2 separate regions of the Zea mays genome follow, and region 2 is linked to region 1. Evidence: chromatin contacts called from public Hi-C data. All regions are on one chromosome and are shown on one strand. The core of a region is the stretch at or near the end of the contact, and the rest is flanking DNA. Distances in the headings are between cores, read along the strand shown.

Region 1 (6,759 bases), core at 2,910-5,409:
AAGTATTGATGTAGAGATCAAATCAATGAGGCAATGCAACTTTACTGAAACTGGGATATTAGACCATAGTGCCGAGTGCTGAGAAAAAAATGCATGAAGAAACCATGCTACAAAAGTTGTGAACCACTGGACTGAAAAAGGACACCTGTTAAGCATGAACAACCAATGGCAGATGGAAGACAACCAGTGACCATTAGAAGTTTAGTAGCAACATATTTTAAGCTGTGAGAATTGAGGCTGAGCAGCAGTCAGAAAACTTAGTTGTCAAGCAGCACAAGCATGAGTCATGACTGGCAAATAGCACAAAACATAAAATATGTGGATAGACGATAAAGAGCATAACAAGGGAAACACATATGTGGGTATATTTCCCAAAAAAATAAAACTACACAAGCCATTCACACTTACCTCCAAGTGCAACACAACAGTGCACCATAATAACTTCTTCCACCAAATATTAGTTGTTCCTTTGAAAAATCGAATACTCTCAAATAACCTGCATATTGTTGATCAATGTTTGTTTAAGAAAGAAATCTTACAACGAACTAAAAAAGCTTGAGATGCCTAGGGCAAAGCAAGTACCATCTCTCCCAACAGTCGCCAAGTATGCGCCATCTGGTGAAAAGGAAATTGCATTGATCGAACCTTGACATATATGCCACCTAGCGACTGGGTTGCTCTGTAATGTTATTCATGACATAAATCCCAGGTTTTTATGTCGCCACATTTTCAAGGCAAATCATGTTCTATACCTTACTCAAAACTCTTCTAGTCAAATGTCAAGCAGGAATATTTACAAGATAAGAAAACTCGTAGAACCATAATGTTCTTGTAGCAAAATAGATTCTACATCTAGTGATCAAAACCAATAACACTGCCCATGTGGAGGTACTACAAAAGTATGGCGTTCAAGGCTGACAGCGTGCTACCAAAAATGTTGATGAATGCTAGAACCAAACACTGAAATGCAAGCATAAATCAATTACGCAAAAAAATGACGCTTCTAAGTTCTAAAGGACAACAACAACAACAAAGCCTTTTAGTCCCAAACAAGTTGGGATAGGCTAGAGTTGAAACCCAATCGGAACCACAAGTCAAAGTTCAGGCACATGGATGACTGTTTTCCATGCAACAAATAGTTCAGTCACTTAAGCATAGGTACTCTACAGCTGGAATCATTTTAATGGAGTGCTCTCATAAATACTTGAGATTTGTGTCATTATGTGCAACTTTGACAGGAAAATTAATATGGTAGTTAGCACTGTTTAGTATCTAATAAAATGCTGTGTAGAGCTGAAAGGTTAAGACATTCTCTAATACCCCCTCATTCCAAAATAGTAGTTGTTTTAGCTCTTGGTTTTTATGTCTGTATTCAAATAGATGAAGATGAACCTAGACACACATATAAAACACATACATCAAGTGTTCTATGAACCCAGTAATTAACTAAAACGAATTTTAATTTAGGACAAAGGGAGTACCAACAACCAAAAAGAGCACATGTTATAATGTTAACTGATGCTAATGGCTAAAGCATCTTGCTTCACCAAAGTAATGCACTTTAGGAAAGCAATCACAGAAGAACCTAAAATACCTTACTCGACTTTGCATGTGCAACCATAAACTGAGACTGATCCTTGACAGCTGGAAACGTACAGTCTGTGTTCCCATCCTTGTTCTGAAAACAACAAAGATAGAGCATCAATTCAAAATCAACCAAAAGTCCAAAATAAAGTCTGCCAAATTATTATCAAGCTCTATAATTAGCAGCTGCTCACTTTATCATACACGTACAAATTTCCATCAGAATGGCTAACAACGAAAATGCCTTCACGCTCTGGCACCCATGCGACAGAAGTGCAACGACTGCAAAAGATTTATTTCCAAATCTTGGTTAGAAAACTACGTTAAATAAATAGAATAAGATAGGCATCCAGATGGACTAAAAGAAAGCAACATTATGCTTATTGCACCCGTATCAAGTTTTAGATAACTTGGGTGCATTGAAAGAAGTTCAGAGAAGCCAGTTAAGATTACTATCTCTTTAATTTCACAAGAAACAAGTTTAAGGATTCAAAGGCATGCAAGCAGCTGCTTTTGTCACCAGAGGATGAGCATGCAAAGAATTAATTATCCAAACTTCAAAATAAGTTGCTTCGGGCAACAAAAGCAAGTTTGGGACTTTGGGCTTTGAAGGTGCTCCTTGAAAGCAGTCGAGGAATATATATAGACATAGAACACATTGCTTTGCCACAACGCTGTGAAGGGCGAGAAGAACTGGTTCCACTAGGATTAGATTCATAGCATTACTGAAGTACACATTTACGTCAGAACTCTAGAGTAGAAAGCTAAAAAAGGCTTAGAATCATGGTGGATGCAGATAACTTCTCTAGCTACTAAACTTTGCCTCATATCTGTATTCTGAAGTTCTGAACTTAAAACCACATACGAATAATGGGTTCATGTATCATATTACCAGACATGTACCTATGCTACCTTGATCATGTCTAAATATGATATCAAAATCACAGAGCAGTAATATAAACAAACATGTAATCTAAATATTTATGAACAACGTCGATAAATTGAAAAGACCATATGTATCAGATGTGTCATTCAAATTAATAATGGAACTTTCAAGCATACCTTCCATTGGGTGAGACATCTTTATCACCCTTATTGTAATGTAGAGCTGCCACGGGTTTTCTTCCAGGATCTTGTAACTGTTGCCTCAGCGACATTGAATAGACTGCACAGCCCACAACAGAAATGAAAATGAAGATCCCATACTTATGCACAGTCCAGTTTGAAGTACTCAACTAATCATCCACTAACCATCCCCTGATCCCATCCCAATGATCAGGTCGTGTCCCTCTTTGGCCTCTGGGTCGAATGCATGGCACAGTGGGTTTGAGTTGCTGAAATGGATGGACTTTAGTGGATCCTAGTGCAAGTAAACAGATGATCAGAAAAAAGCAAGACATCAAAAACTGTGTGGCTTGCATCCATTCCAGTAAAATGACTGAATAGTGAATACCTTCTCCTGGGAATTGAGATCACTGATGAATAGTGTATCAGCAGCATTGAATACAATATATGTACCCTTGCCATCATAATTTGTGCCCCCCTGTGATCCACCAAGGCCTGTAGGTGTACCAAGGCCGCCTCCTACACGGCTGCTTCCAGCAACAGCTCGGCTTGCACCATTACCGCCACCAAAGCTAAGTGCCTTGCTCCCATTCCCAGTGCCCAGCAGCCTTGCTGCTGCAGACCGCATCCCACTGCTGGCGCTTGGTGTTGATGGCTGAGAGCCCTGGCTAGCAGGCTTCTCCTTGAGGTATGCCACTGTCAACTGCGATGATGCAAAGCAATGGCCATGGTAAATTATTTCCCAATCAGAACATAAGCTTATTATCAAACTGTAGAAATCCAAAACGTATGGCAGAATACAGAAATGAACCAACATAAGGCACTAACATTTACTCTTCAGTGACATAAAGCTTCCATTCATTTATATTGAAACCAAACTGAACCACAACTTCACCGACCAACGAACGAGCAGCTAAATTAAATAGCCCAGGATGCCCAAGATGATTCTATTCTGTAGTACCAAGCCCATGACTACGATCGCTACCGTAAATTTACCTTAAATAGACGGATCCTCAACCCCAATCAAAATCCTATCGGCAGTGATGAAAAGCCTACCAAAAGCATCCATCCACCGCAGCAATCCGCGTAGATCCCCCTGGCAGAAGCGCACTTCCCAGTTCCCATCCGTACCTGCGAGACGGTCTTGCCGCCGTGGCTGTAGTGCAGCACCGCGGAGTGCGCCTTCTCGTACTGCAGCTTGTACCTCCCCTCGGGCGTCTTGAAGTAAGTCTTGAGCCCCGCAGCGGCGCCGCCCCCACCCCCCGCACCCGGCCCGACCCCGGGCGCCCCCGCCATGCCAGGCGCCACCGCTGCGTCCCCCGCAATCAATTCCCAACCGCAACCCTAACGCCGCTAACTCCGCCGGCTCGGCGTTGGTCCACTGGTAGCGCTTCCAGGAGGCGGAGACGGATCTACGCGGCGGCGGTGAAGTGGAGGGGGCGAAGAGCGGTAGCACCTGGATGGCCCGATCTGGGAGGAGAGACCGAGGAGAGGCCGAGACCCCGAGACGGCGAGGAACAACTGCTTTGGACTTTGGAGACGGAATATACATTCTATTTATACAACAACAACAACAACAACAACAACAAAGCCTTTTTTGTCCCAAGCACGTTGGGGTAGGCTAGAGATGAAACCCCGTATGAAAACCTCAGAGCTCAACCCCCAAAGAACAGAAAAGGGAAACAAAGGCAAAGGAGAACCGAAAACAACGAAACGGGGAAACACATAAAAGAGATAAAACCCACAAGGACCAGCAAGATCTAAAATGGACACAAGAAAAGGTCAAACGATTAAGGAGGAAAAGCGAAACTATCAATCAGGGTTCTGGCACGTGAATTGCACACTTCCACCCCTTCCTATCTGCGGCGAGCTCTTTGTCAATATTCCACTCCTTCAGGTCTCTCTTCACAGCCTCTGTCCACGTCAAAGTTGGTCGACCTCTACCTCTCTTCACATTTTCGGGACGCCTAATTATTCCGATATGCACTGGTGCCTCTTCAGGTCTTCGTTGGATATGTCCAAACCATCTCAAGCGATGTTGCATAAGCTTCTCCTCAATTGGCGCCACTCCTACTCTCTCTCGTATATCATCATTCCGGACTCGATCTCTCCTTGTGTGGCCACATATCCAGCGCAACATACGCATCTCTGCCACACTTAGTTGTTGGACATGTCGTCTTTTAGTGGGCCAACATTCTGCTCCATACAACATAGCCGGCCGGATTGCTGTCCTGTAGAATTTGCCTTTTAGTTTGCGTGGCACCCGGTGGTCGCATAAGACACCCGCAGCTTGTCGCCACTTCAACCATCCGGCTTTAATTCTATGACTGACATCCTCATCGATGTCTCCCTCCTTTTGAAGCATTGATCCTAAGTAACGAAAAGTGTCTTTCTTGGGTACCACTTGCCCATCAAGACTAACATCGCCATCCTCATACCCCATGGCACTGAAATCACACTTCATATACTCTGTTTTAGACCTACTAAGCCTAAAACCTTTTGCTTCCAGCGTCTGCCTCCACAATTCCAACTTTTGAGAAACACCACTCCTACTCTCCTCAATAAGTACCACATCATCGGCAAAAAGCATACACCACGGTAAAACTCCTTGTATGTCCCTTGTGACCTCATCTATCACCAAAGCGAAAAGATAAGGGCTCAAAGCCGACCCTTGATGTAGTCCTATGTTAATTGGAAAGTCATCGGTGTCTCCATCACTTGTTCGGACACTTGTCACAACATTAGTGTACATATCTTTAATAAGATTAATGTACTTTGTTGCTACTTTGTGTTTTTCCAAGGCCCACCACATTACACTCCTAGGTACTTTGTCATAAGCCTTCTCCAAGTCTATGAAGACCATATGCAGGTCTTTCTTTTGTTCTCTGAATCTCTCCATAAGTTGTCTTAGTAAGAAAATGGCCTCCATAGTTGATCTCCCGGGCATGAAACCAAACTGATTTTGGGTCACGCTCGTCATCTTTCGCAGGCGGTGTTCAATGACTCTCTCCCATAGCTTCATTGTATGGCTCATGAGCTTAATTCCACGGTAATTAGTACAACTTTGAACATCTCCTTTGTTCTTGAAGATTGGTACTAATGTACTCCGCCGCCACTCGTCGGGCATTCTGTTTGCCCGAAAGATGGTGTTGAAAAGCTTAGTCAGCCATACTATCGCTATGTCTCCAAGACATCTCCATACCTCGATAGGGATACCATCAGGGCCCATCGCCTTTCCTACCTTCATCCTTTTTAGCGCCTCCTTAACTTCATATTCTTGTATCCTTCGTACAAAACCCCTGTTGTTGTCATCGAATGGTTCGTCCAATTCTATTGTAGCACTCTCATTCCCTCCATTGAACAATTTGTTGAAGTACTCCTTCCATCTGTTCTTGATCTCTTCACTCTTCACTAATAGTTGGTTTGCTTCGTCCTTGATGCATTTGACTTGGTTGACATCCCTTGTCTTCCTTTCACGAATCTTGGCCATCCTATAGATATCCTTTTCTCCCTGCTTTGTGTCCAGCCGTTGATAAAGGTCGTCATAGGCTTGACCCCGGGCTCTACTAACCGCTCGCTTTGCAGACTTCTTCGCTATCCTGTACTTCTCTATGTTTTCTGCACACTTGTCATGATGTAAGCGTTTGTAGCAATCTTTCTTCTCCTTGATAGCCTTTTGGACATCTTCGTTCCACCACCAAGTGTCTTTAACTTCCCTTCTGTTCCCTTGACTCAACCCAAACTCTTCTGAAGCTATCTTTCGGATGCATGTCGCCATCTTCCTCCACATGATATTTGCGTCTTCCTCTCCTGCCCAAGGGCCCTCCTCGATAACTCTCTTCTTGAAAGTTTGGGCCACATCCCCTTTAAGCTTCCACCACTTTGTTCTAGTGACCTTGTTATGCTTATTTCGTTGTAAACGAATCTTAAAACGGAAGTCAGCAACGACAAGCCTATGTTGGGTTACCACACACTCTCCAGGTATAACCTTGCAATCTAAGCAGGCATGCCTGTCCTCTTTTCTCAAGAGGACGAAATCAATCTGGCTAGTGTGTTGGCCACTACTGAAGGTCACCAGGTGGGATTGCCTCTTCTTAAAGAAAGTGTTTG
Region 2 (6,759 bases), core at 1,446-3,945, 160 kb after region 1:
CTCAAGCCTGCAGAGAGATATAATCTTGAACTCCAAAATTACGGGTTCATGTGCAGTTATAGTTCTATCCCGGAATAAAAACAAGTCACTTACGGAAGTAGGCCTTCTTCCAATGGCTCCCACATATCAGTAATATCAGTAGATCCAGTGGTGGTATTCTGATGGAGGCCAACAATCCTCCTCTTCACAGTAATAACAGTAACAATTAGAATCAAGTGATAAGTAATATTAGCAAGCACCAGAGCCATAAGGAGTACCTTGATCAATTCCACAACCATGACAGTCTTATTGATAGCCCTCCCCATGGCCTTGAATACAACCTCATCAGAACCTTTGTCCTTAAAGTAAGAAATATTATGGTGCAACTTATCAGGCACACAACACAACAAAAGTATATTGCATAAAAGCAGTAGTATCTCATAAAGTGAGGCCATGTGAAGACATTCTGGACACTCTTGCACACTTTGAAATTATAAAGCACAAAAAACTGCTTGAACAAAAAGATATCACATACAAAAATGGCCAAGAATAAATATAAGTATCCATGTGTATTACTAACCCTGCTTTATGTCCAAATTGTGCAGATATTAGGTAGTGGCATGTCAACAAAGATGTGGGAGGCCAGTGTGGAACATGCAAAAACATGTGTTCTAACTGACAAAGTGCATCACTACTATCCTGATGGTCTAAACAAAGCTGGTGTTGTATTCAATGTAGTTGGAGAAGTAACAGGGTTAATATCTGATAAATATGTTTTTGTTGATGACTTTACTGAAAAGGAGAAGGTAACCATGTTGCATCGCTTTCCAGGTTTTCTTTAAACAAGTTCATCCATTTTCCTTATATGCCCACCTTTTCTGACCTGGACCATGTGTTTTTACATGTTTGTTGTTTGCCTATTTTCAGGCCGAAGCACGTGTAGTAGTGAAGCAAGCATATGAACACTGGAAGGATGTCCATACTTGTGACAATGAAACGCTTGTGGAAAACCCTTCACATCCATTCAATTTGGGATCTCCATCATTGCATGAAAATCAGTATAACCAGTTGCCCACACAAGTTTCTACTGATGGTTTTAGTTTGAGCAACGGCCATACTATCACCCAACATTTTCTCAATGGAGCCATCGAGTGCTTTAGACCCTTGTAGTATATTGGAGACTGAAGAAAGCAGTGCTAATCAATTTCAGTCGGTGTTGCCCCCAGTTGGGGGCCATGAAGTGCCCCGAGAACCTCAGAAACTGGATAAGATGGAAATGGCGCTGCGTGTGAGAGGAAGACAGAGAAGGATGAGAAATGGGAAACAGACGGCGTGCGTTGAGGCCGTAAGGGCAGAATCGGCACAAAGATTTGTGGACCCATCTGTCAGGTGCTCCAAAATTACTCGTGACCTCTTTTGGCGAGCGCGCAGACTCGAGCGACCCTTTTTTACGAGGTTAGCTTGAAGCGGTGTATTTTGTAGAGCGACAAGTACGAGCGACCCATTTTACCAAATTCCTCCATGAAGTTAGCATGGCGGCTCGGGAAGCTGTACAACCGTGACAATCCAGCCACACGCAGGAAAGAACACTAACATCGTAATTATAGAAGAGGCAATGGAGTAGCAGGAAAGAGATGAACTCACATTGGAGGGCGAACCGAGGCTCTCCGATTTGCTCCATCATCGCGTTGCCGTGCGACACGAGCACCAACCGTTAGACTCCAGGCGTCTAGGCACCAGCCGGATCCGCCGTAGGACGCGGCGAGTGCGCACGCACTGGTGTGGACGCCGCTCTGTCCACGCACGGTCCTGCGCGGATGCAGACCGTGCTCGCGCCTTGCCCAAGGAGATGGCCACGAAGCTCGAGGCCGCGCCTAGATGGGGTCGCGCCCGTCGTACCGAGGCTGGGGCCGTGTCACCGCGCGCCCGTATGCCACGGCTGCGCCCTCGACGGGGCCGCCGCGCCCGCGTGCCTCTGGGGCAGCGTCCACGCCGCCAAGGGCCGTGCCCGCGCGTCGGAGGCCGCGCCTCGCTCTCGTCGGGGACGGGGGCCGCCGCGCCGGGGTCGGGTCGCCGGCCACGCGCCCGTGCCGTGACCGGGAGGCCGCGCCCGTGCCGCCGGGGCTGCGCCCTGCGCTGGCCGAGGTCGCGCTGCGACAACACAAAGAAGTTCGCGCATACTCCGCTTGACCTCCCGTGCACGGAGAAGTTTGCGCCTGCTCCTTCTGGATCTCAATGAACTCGAGGTCGGGTAGGACAGAGGCAGCGCCGTCGGGGAGGCCACCAAAGGGGTTGGGGCGTCCTCCACCTTGACGAACGCGGTGACGGAGGCGGAGACCGGGTAGGATGGAGGCGGCGCCATTGGCACACGAGAGAGACGAGGTGCTGCCGGTCACCCACGCGTAGGGAGGCGGCCGTTGCGGGCGTAGGGAGCGACATGGCGATGGGTGTGCTGTAGTGGCGCCGGTCGGCGGGATTTGTAGGGGCATGGCGGCGGGCGTGTGATCCGCGCGCGTAGGGTTTCGCGGCGGGATTCGTAGGGGCCTGCGCGGCGGGCGCGTGATCCGCGCGCGTACGGAGGGGAATCGCGGTGGGGGGGGGGGGGGGGCGGGCGTGCGCGTAATCCGCAGGGTAGGGAATCGACGGGAGCAGTCTACACTGTAGACTCAATAGTTAGCCGCAGGGTAGGGAATCGGCGGGAGCAGTCTACACTGTAGACTCAGTAGTTAGTAGAGAAATACTCGTGCGCGCACCACGGACAAAAACCAACCACCGTGCGCCAGCCGCCACGCCAGCGCCTGCCATGGCTCCTCTCCTCCTCCTCCCCCTCCCCCTCCCCCTCCGACCCATCCCCGCCGAGAACTCCATTTCCCGGCTCGCACCGAGGCCAAGGTTCCCTCGTCCCTTCTCCAGGCGGCGCCTACGCCTTCCCGCCCTCCTCCAAGTCCAATGCCTCGCGGCCACCGGCCCCGCCGCGCCCGCGCCGCGGTGGCACGCGGCACTGTCCGCCGCGGCGGGGCTGTACCCGGCCTACGTCGCAGCCGGCGCCTCCGTGGCCTTCACGCGGCCCGAGGCGTTCCGGTGGTTCGTGGCGCTGGCGCCGGGGTCCTACACCGCTACGCTCGGCTTCATCATGCTCGCCATGGGCCTCACGCTCCAGCTCAGTGACTTCGCCGCCCTCCTCCGCGACAGGCCCCTCGCCGTACGTGACTGGATCGGCGGACCTGTATCCCTTCTCGCTCGATCTCCTTCTCCCCCCGTGCAAGTGCAACCGTGAATGGATATCCGAACGGTGGTTGGTTGATTCAATTCAACAAGGTGTTTTCCTGCTGCAGATTTTGTTCGGGTGTGCCGCCCAGTACACCATAATGCCTGCGTTTGGCGCTATCATTAGCCACGCGCTGGGGCTTCCCCCGTCGCTCTCAGCTGGCCTCATCCTGCTGGGATGCTGTCCTGGAGGAACTGCATCCAATGTGGTAAGACTGTCAGCTGAGCCCAGTTTGTTACACTCCCAATTTCTGTTAGAGAGGGGAAATTTTCCCCCTTCTCTTTTATTTCTATGGACAAATTAAGAATATCTATGCAATTCTGAGTTCATACTCTTGTATTCGTTGAACACTGAAATTGAGATGCCAACAGTAGTAGACTACTTGGTTTTTTTTCTAAAACGTTTTTTTCTAAAACGCGCAGGAGAACTGCGCGTTAAATATATTACGAAGATAGAAGAAACAATAAGTCAATAATGGTCTAAATAGACCAGAGTACAGAGTAAAAAGCAAAAGAAAAACGACCTTACGGTGGCCAGAAACAAAAATACACATAAACATCCATATAGAAGACAGCCAAAAGACATCAACAACTGCCCCTAAACTAAGGCCAGATGGTGCACAGATCTTTGGCACCCGCCAGACACCACCTCTGAGCGCCGTCTTTGATGTTCTGTATAATTTGGTTGCCACTAGGAGCATCCCCCTCAAACACACATTTATTCCGCTGCTTCCAAAGCCACCATGCCAACAACATCACAAGGGAGTTAATCCCTTTGCGCAGCACATGAGGGACCTTGCCCTCCAAATTAGCCCACCAATCTTGGAAAACCAAATCAGCCCTTGCGGGGGAGAAAATGCCGCAGATTAACCAGGGAGAAAATCCTGAACCACACTTCCCTAGAGAAAACACAAGAAATGCACTACACGCAGAAATGTACACATTTGACATATAAATTTACATGACAATGCTCCACAGGTTTTGATTTTAAAAAAAACAAAAAACTATTGCAATTAGTTAACAATTATAAACATTTCTGTTTTCCAGTATCATGATCCTTTTTTAATCCCAGATGTATTGGTAGTCTATTGGACACACATGGTTAAGCAACGCTATTTCTTTTTTGTTTTTATCATGCATTCTCTATTACCTAATTGTTTAGTATAGTGGTTCAGGTGACTTTAGTTGCTCAAGGCGACGTTCCATTATCCGTCGTGATGACTGTCTGCAGCACTCTTGCTGCAGTGTTCCTTACTCCTCTGTTAACGAAAATTCTTGCTGGTGCTTATATTCCTGTGGATGCCGTTAAGCTCTCTCTCAGTACTTTGCAGGTGAATTTCTGATGATGTTATTGCATAACAAAAATTACTCCTGTTTTCTCTAACATTATTTCCCCCTTCAGGTGGTTGTTGCCCCAATTCTATTAGGTTCATTGATACAAACTGCATTCCCATCAGTAGCTCAATTTCTGAGTCCTTTTGCACCTCTGATGGCAGTCTTGGCTTCATCACTTCTAGCATCCAGGTTCAGATCCTTCAAATTTACCATGTCATATTGGCTTGGGAATAGCAGAAACTCTGCAGCCTTTTAACCATTTTTTAATGTCACAGTGTCTTCTCTGAGAACTTTGTGCGCCTAAGATCGACAATTGCCGATGCATCCCCTGTGAATGGAATGTTCTTTGGGGATGTAGGGACTGTCATCTTCTCTGTCTTCTTGCTGCATTTTGCTGGTTTCTTTGTCGGGTGAGCACTAGAATGTTTACTATACCCTTTACATGTAATATGATTCACAGATTTTGTATCAGAATTGATCTTTTTTATTAAAAAAAACACAGTATAGTAGAGCAGAACTTGATGCAAACCCTCAAAATCCAGTCACCTAGGTGAAGCTACAAGTTGTGGCCAACTGCCATCCAGATGTCTAAATGTTTATATGACTCCATAACAAACAGGTATGCAGCAGCAGCTATAGGTGGTTTCAAAGAAAAGCAAAGGAGAGCAATATCGATCGAGGTATGGATCCTCACCAGATCTAACCACATTTCCCCATCAACATGACCAGTAAAATGGATGATTTATATATTCAGTGTTGAAAACCATGTATAGGATACTGAAATAGACGAATCAAGCAAGTCTTCCAGCGGACTTACACTCAAATTAATGGGCGTAAAATACTTGGGAGGATCGACTAGCTGGCTAATTATAAACATCAGATTATGAGTTAACAAATCGTGTAAAAAGCTAGTCACATTTTGGTATGCATGCAGTTGGGCATTTTAAAGCTGAACCATTGGTATCCTTCTGAATTTTTGTATTAGATTCATCTGAACTTATCTTGACAAGCACGTGCACAATTTTTTTTATAAACTTATCTAGCCCTGTAAATATGTGCGCAAACAGCGGGAAAAAAGCTGCGTTTTTTTGGCAGACAAATGTTGTCCGATAACATCACTTATTTGTGACCATAGGGATCAGTACTTGCAGACTATTATTGTATCGTGTGTGGTGAGCGAAGCTCATAAACCACAAGCATGGATAAGAAATCTTACACCAACTAACCATTCTGTCTCTGTGACCATGTTTTTTGTGTGTGTGTGTGTGTGTAAATGCTTTCTACTTGACTGTCTTTCAGAAACTGCAATGAAGAGAAATAATTAATTTGCACCATAGTGTTATGAATAATGACCAGTAGGTTTTTTTTCCCTTTTTCTTCTTCTGGTTTGCAGGTAGGAATGCAGAACTCGTCCCTAGGGGTAGTTTTAGCAACCGCGCATTTCTCCTCGCCCTTGGTCGCGCTGCCTCCTGCAGTCTCGGCCGTCGTCATGAACATGATGGGTAGCACACTGGGTCTCGTATGGCAATATACCAGCACTTCCGTGTCAGAGAACGAAACCAGTGCGTGATCTACTCTTACTGTCGCCATGTGCTTAATCTAATGTGTCGTATCTACCACCACCACCACTACTACTACCCGAATATACCTTTCGAGTACTTTTGATCATGTTGGGGAACGGGGTCGCTGATGATGACCCTGGAATGGAAAAAATCTTGCTGTCTTAATTACTGGAGGACCCAGGTTACCTGTCTGAATTATGTGGGTGGTGAATGCCCAGGCTACATATGGGTCCCTTTTTTCAGCACTGCAAATAGAGGGAAAACCCATTTTGCATGTGACCTGGTACATTACAATGCTGTGCTGTGCCTGCAAACAAAGCCCCGCGCCCACTGCTTCCACCTGTATGTGCGTGCTCGTGCAATGGCATCAGGCAAAGGTCGCAAGGCCAAGTGCCATTTGCACCCATGCGCTCTTGTGGCAGTAGTGCTACCGACTAATGATGATGACCAGAGCTCGCGACTGCCCCACAGAGAGAGGTTTGCCGAACCGCTTGATGAGATTCATTCACGGAACCACGAGGAGCAGGCAGGCAGGGAAAAGCAGATCTCGCCACAGCTGCAGGATCATGATCATCGCCTGGTGTTTTCCTGGGATCTAAACCACGCTGCTTACTTT

What was found. Hi-C and Micro-C count contacts between places; a contact is called where the count stands out from the background.
Region 2: a Hi-C map of leaf shows a contact between it and region 1, with 4 times the contacts expected there. The contact joins the promoter of LOC100285991 here to the promoter of LOC100280352 in region 1. A contact is called at or near these places in 11 of 25 Hi-C or Micro-C datasets (ear, endosperm, leaf and 2 more) and 1 of 3 datasets of contacts at active chromatin or transcription factors (leaf).

The regions. Positions count from the first base shown.
Region 1 is chr3:142,343,072-142,349,830 of Zm-B73-REFERENCE-NAM-5.0, forward strand. It overlaps LOC100280352 (Transducin/WD40 repeat-like superfamily protein), which reads right to left and starts at 4,160. Exons shown (of 11, transcript NM_001153278.1): 1 at 3,781-4,160; 2 at 3,038-3,352; 3 at 2,836-2,944; 4 at 2,647-2,749; 5 at 1,779-1,866; 6 at 1,595-1,678; 7 at 583-679; 8 at 409-496. The coding sequence starts at 3,945.
Region 2 is chr3:142,501,565-142,508,323 of Zm-B73-REFERENCE-NAM-5.0, forward strand. It overlaps LOC100285991 (bile acid sodium symporter/ transporter), which reads left to right and starts at 2,696. Exons shown (of 7, transcript NM_001372350.1): 1 at 2,696-3,181; 2 at 3,315-3,455; 3 at 4,422-4,577; 4 at 4,649-4,770; 5 at 4,857-4,991; 6 at 5,201-5,261; 7 at 5,975-6,177. The coding sequence starts at 2,783. The coding sequence ends at 6,151. LOC103652231 (ribonuclease P protein subunit p25-like protein) reads right to left here and starts at 364. Exons shown (of 3, transcript XM_008677862.2): 1 at 258-364; 2 at 94-182; 3 at 1-7. The coding sequence starts at 305.